Regions from separate parts of the Danio rerio genome. Here region 2 is linked to region 1. Evidence: chromatin contacts called from public Micro-C data. All regions are on one chromosome and are shown on one strand. The core of a region is the stretch at or near the end of the contact, and the rest is flanking DNA. Distances in the headings are between cores, read along the strand shown.

What was found. Hi-C and Micro-C count contacts between places; a contact is called where the count stands out from the background.
Region 2: a Micro-C map of caudal fin shows a contact between it and region 1, with 5 times the contacts expected there. The contact joins the promoter of bmpr1ab here to the promoter of glud1b in region 1. A contact is called at or near these places in 2 of 18 Hi-C or Micro-C datasets (caudal fin and an unstated tissue).

The regions. Positions count from the first base shown.
Region 1 is chr12:27,643,684-27,646,707 of GRCz12tu, forward strand. It overlaps glud1b (glutamate dehydrogenase 1b), which reads left to right and starts at 1,436. Exons shown (of 13, transcript NM_199545.4): 1 at 1,436-2,048. The coding sequence starts at 1,652.
Region 2 is chr12:27,820,378-27,823,134 of GRCz12tu, forward strand. It overlaps bmpr1ab (bone morphogenetic protein receptor, type IAb), which reads right to left and starts at 1,300. Exons shown (of 13, transcript NM_001004585.2): 1 at 1,124-1,300.

The DNA of each region.
Region 1 (3,024 bases), core at 186-2,685:
AGAAACTGGGAATTTTCAATAGATCTCTTTATTTTTAATTATTGGTATACAAGCATGTATATAAATATAAATATATAACTTAGTGTGTAACAATTTTTGTGCTAAATGTGATCAATAAATATAATAATCATAATTATTACACTAATAGTGTCCACTTAAGGAATTAGATCATCAGATCAGCAACATTCAATTGTAATTAATAGAAAAATCACATCTAAAATAATTGAGCTTGACCATTAATTAAAATAAAAACAATGAATGGCTCTTAAGCATGAGGACTTTTAATTAGGATGCCCAGGCACTTTCAGTGAACTGTTGCAGCGTTTATAAGATCTGGCTTAAAATTTTAACTGTCTGACTGAGACACAATATAAAATGGGTCTCACGTCGACCAAGAAGCACTATTCACATTGTGGCTTTAAAATATGAATATTTCCAAGCAAACAAATTTGTGTTTAATAGATGTCTAATAGTGGGTGGTGCAGTGGGTAACACGTTCTAATAGTGCGTGGCGCAGTAGGTAGCATTCGCCTCACAGAAAGAAGGTCGCTGATTCGAACCTCGGCTGGGTCAGTTGGCATTTCTGTGTGAAGTTTGCATGTTCTCCACGTGTTCACGTGGGTTTCCTCTGGGTGCTTCGGTTTCCCCCACAAGTCCAAAGTATGAGTGTGTGTGAGTGAATGAGTGTGTATGTAATGGTGTATGTGTTTCCCAGTGATGGATGGCATCCGCTGTGTAAAAACATATGCTGGATAAGTTGGCGGTTCATTCTGCTGTGGCGACCCCAGATTAATAAAGCCGAAAAGAAAATGAATGATTGAATCAGATGTCTAATAGACATCTAAGTGTAGACAGCTTGGCTAAAACAAGGCTAAACTTGGGTTGTTAGTAAAAATCTAGTATCTTAGAGTATAGCTCAAAACTAGACTAGCTATTAAAGTTTGGCCTATTCTTAGACGTCTATTAGATTTTTTCACTGACAGCCTAAACTTAGCCTTTTTTTAGCCCCATGACTTTGTTTAGACGTCTGTTAGACATCTATTAGACATCTTTAAAAAAATGTTTGCTGGGTTATTTTAACAGTATTTTCGATTTTCTGCATTTATGAGCTGCTTCCTTACTGGACTTGTTTAAACCCCCGTTTACGTGGTTTTACGCTTGAATGACTTTTAGGTCAATACAACTGAACTGACTATATTTTACATTATATTTATATTTTACAATTATTTTTACAATTATTTTATTATTTTAATATTATTATTTTTGCTGTAAAATATACCTCATGAAATTAAAGACAGTCACATCAACATTTCTGCAGGAAGTTTTTCGGTGGCTGAAAAGCAGTTCCTTGGATATCGCCTATTAAAACACGGCCGAAGGAAAGGGAGATTTAAAAGTTGCGCGTGCGGGTTCCTCCTCCTCCTCCTAACCTTCCGCCTAGCTCGGCTCCTCTGAACACGCCGCTGCCTTTTAAAGCGTGAATCGGCATGAGCGCTGACACTTTGACACTGAACGAGGCAGGCTCAGGAGCAACTGTCGTCTCGTTCATTTACCCCCCTTCTCGTTTCCTTTTTCCATCTCGTCGATAACCCAGCATCATTTCATCTCTTCTTTCTCCACAGTACCGTAACTTTCAAAGCCCCTTGTCGCCATGTACCGGTATTTCGGGGAGCTGCTGACTCGCGGAGCGGGAAGCGCTCTGGCCTCGGGATGCGTCGAGTCCGCTCTGCCGGCTTCCTCGTCTCTGCTGCGGGTGCGCCACTACAGCGATGCCGCTGACAAGGAGGACGACCCCAACTTCTTCAGGATGGTGGAGGGCTTCTTTGACCGCGGCGCTACTATTGTCGAAAACAAACTGGTGGAGGACCTGAAGACCCGGGAGACGCCGGAGCAGAAGAGGAGCCGTGTGCGGGGAATCCTCAAGATCATCAAGCCCTGCAACCACGTCCTGAGCGTGTCCTTTCCCATCAAGAGAGACAACGGAGAATGGGAGGTTATCGAGGGTTACCGGGCACAACACAGCCAGCACAGAACACCCTGCAAGGGGGGTAAGATATCACTATTTATTTTTATTTAAGCAAAACGTGTGTTTGCAAGTGTTTTGTTCAACAAAAGGATTTACAGTTTCGGTTTGTGTTCATACTGATAGACAGTTGTTGACAATGACTCTCCTGATTATTATTCTCTTTTATTGATATGATGTTTGCACGTTTTGGGACAAATGCTGCTCTGCTTTTGCCTGGATTTGACCAGTTCTGTCTTGTCAATAATAAATCACCTTGGCAGACCTTGCACAGGTGTACATTTTACCTGGAGGTGGAGTCAGATACAGTATACACAGGAATTTAGGTTATTTTCCCCAAGATTGTGTATGTTAGTCATGTTACCAAATAGCATATCTAATCATTTAAAACCCTTTCCAGTTGAATAAATTAAATGATTTGCTTTAACAATATATTTTAACAGTACTCAACTTGGCATAGGAAATAAAATGCTTAATTACAGATCATGACAGCATAATCCAAAATACAAATTAGCCTACAATACTATTAATATTAATAATAGTAGTAGTATTAAATTAGCTTAATTATTACTCTTGTAATTTAACAACACCATCAGTCATATAATCAAAGGAAAATAAGTTGTTTAGATCATAACTTTGAATTGACAAATAAAGTGCTTCACGGAGCATGACAGCATAAAATAAAATGTTTTTTACTGTGTAGATTTTAAATTTCTGCTGAGATGAGATTTTGTCATTTAACAAAAATAAAAAATAAAATGAAATAAAACCTATGCATAATATTTAGGAATAGTTTTAAATAAAATTCACTATCCAGGTGGAATGGAATGTGAAACTCGTATGGCTACATCAAGTTTTCAGTGTGTGCTATGCTTTGTTATTTTGTGTTTGGATATCTGTGGTTTTTGTTTGAGCTCAGAATATGCTGCCTGCTTGACACGTTTATAGGTCATTCGTGCAAACAGCTCAGTCTTGCTAGTTACCCTGATTTTACCCTCATA
Region 2 (2,757 bases), core at 50-2,549, 180 kb after region 1:
TTTGTGGGTTTATATATGGAGGTGTGTATGTAACTTTTTGGGGGTGGGGTTGTAGATTTATAATTTTATATACACATTTGCTTTTTGTATGTTTGTATTATCTTTTTACGTATGTGATGACTGCAGCTAAGGACAATAGCCCAAGACAAATTTACATAACTGGGACAATAAAGTTTTACCTTATCCTTATGTTTTAATTTAACAGATATAAAATTATCAGTTTGACTGCAATTTTCGACTTGATTGGGTTATTAATAACAATGGATATGTCATTTTTGTCTTAGCAACAACAGTGTTTAGATGTAGAAATAACCAAATTAATGTAAACTAAAAAAAATAAGAAATCAAATTCATCTGTGGCCATATAAATGACAAATGTAATAGCATGATTAAAACAGTATTGTTGTTAATACAATAATCGTAACGAACAGCATATTTTGTTCATTACTGAAGTCGTGACTATACCAACAAGCAGAAATAAAGCCACTATTTTCTCTCTTATTATGTTTGAGGTTTTGTAGCAACCACAGGACAAACAAACCATGCAAATGCCAACAGACAGCATCTAAACATTTACATTCAGTTAAAAAACAGTGTGCAGCCTGTCAATTACAATTAAAATGCTGCAAAGTTGATGTAAAAAGAACAAAACCCTCTAATCAAGGAGAAACTGTTTTCTATTCAGCTTCTGACAAAGGCCAATCCAAACTACACAAGCAGGTAGTCAACGTGATTTTACGCGATGCATGTTGGGACATGATAACAAAACCCAAACACAGATGCTATCAAAGCAACAGCAAACATACAAACAAATACAACACCAAACAAATACAATAGACGAAACACGAAGCAGCGTAGACAGACAGTATAAATGAGGTTTGCCTTAAATGAGAACATGGGTGTTGTAGAAAAAGATAATATAATATGGCATAAACAAAATTGATTATTAACACGCAGACGCAGATGTACAACACTCTGAATACCTTTAACTGATATTATTTTAGTACTATGTTCGTTAAGAGCGTCCATTATTTTGCAAAACGAAACCATGACAAGAGACAAACTTTCTCCCTCCACAACCGGAAAGAAAATCATCACGCAAATATCCGGAATTCCCACTTACCTATTTGATGAAGCTGCTAAAACAGTCCAAAGCCTTCCAAATCAGGGCTTATGGCACGTGACGAAAATCTACTTCAAAGCGTGAATAATAAAGAGTTTCCCTGGTGTGGTTCTATGTGATTTTTCTCTCTTTCGAGAACGTTTTCTCCTGTTTCTTTCGTTCTTTTTTCTCTAGTTGTGCCTCTCTGTGAGGGAACATTCCACTCGTGCGCGTAACGCGATGAGCCCTGATTCAGTCCTCCAATCACAACCTCGCGCTGCTTTCGTCCTCCAATCACTGCCGCGCGTCTGAGCGCGAGCGTTTTACTCGCGGACGCGCGCGGCGAATAACAAGCAAGAGAAACGCGCCGGAGAGCGAGGAGATGGATGAATGGGAGGAGGTCCTACCAAAATCAGAACTGCGGGTGCCATCTGTTGACAAAACGTGGAAGTGTTTAATATGCCACAGTTTGCAATTTAAATGTATAATAATGAATATAATCTAGCACAAGATTAACGAAGTGTTAAATGCGCGTATATTTTAATATAAATAAGATAATATAAACAAAAACACGTGGGGAGAATTATGAACTTATAACCAGAAAGTAAGATTGAACAACGTCATCACTCCTAATTACATTACCATCTACAGGGCAGTTGAGGTGTTGCAGAAATTGGCTTGGTGAATATAGCCAGACTCACCATGAGGTATGAATTTAGATAAATATGAGAAATTTAAAGTAAACTTTCGTTGAAGCAGGTAATATTTTTATACTATTTTACATTTTTAAATAAGTAAAAAGGTTAACACAGTTAGAGCAACACGGTGTCTCAGTGGTTAGCCCTGTTGCCTCACAGCAAGAAGGTCGCTGTTTCGAGTCCCGGCTGGGGAAGTTGACATTTCTGTGTGGAGTTTGCATGTTTTCCTGGTTGGTGTGGATCTTCTTAGAGTGCTCTGGTTTACCCACAGTCCAAGAGTATGAGTATGGGTGTTTCCCAGTATTGGGTTGCATCTGCAGCATAAAACATATGCTGTTTAAGTTGCCAGTTCATTCCCCTGATAAATAAAGGTATTAAGCCAAAGGAAAATGAATGAATAAATATTAATTCATATTCAAAGATTTTCTATTTTAATGTTTTTATAATGCTGATAAAATAAGCAGGTTGATTTCTATAACAAATATTCAGTTTTAAAATATTAAATCATATTAAATGATTTTCTATTTAAATGTTTTCATAATGTTGATAAAATAAGCGGTTAGGTTAATTTCTATAACAAATATCCAGTTTTAGAATATCAATCAAATTCAATGATTTTATATTTTAATGTTTTTATCATGTTGATGAAATAAGTGGTTAGGTTAATTTCTATAACAAATATTCAGTTATTAATTCACATTCAATGATTTTCTATTTAGATTTTTTTTTGTTTACAATGTAATTATTTATGTGATGGAAAACTGAATTTTTTGTCATATTTATTTTATAGTGATGGGTCACAATGGTGCAGTGGGTAGCACGATCACCTCACAGCAAGAAGGTCGCTGGTTCTAACCTCGGCTGGGTAAGCTGGCATTTCTGTGTGGAGTTTGCATGTTCTCCCCGTGTTTTCTCCAGTTGCTCCAGTTTTCCCCACAAGTCCAAAGACGTGGTGTG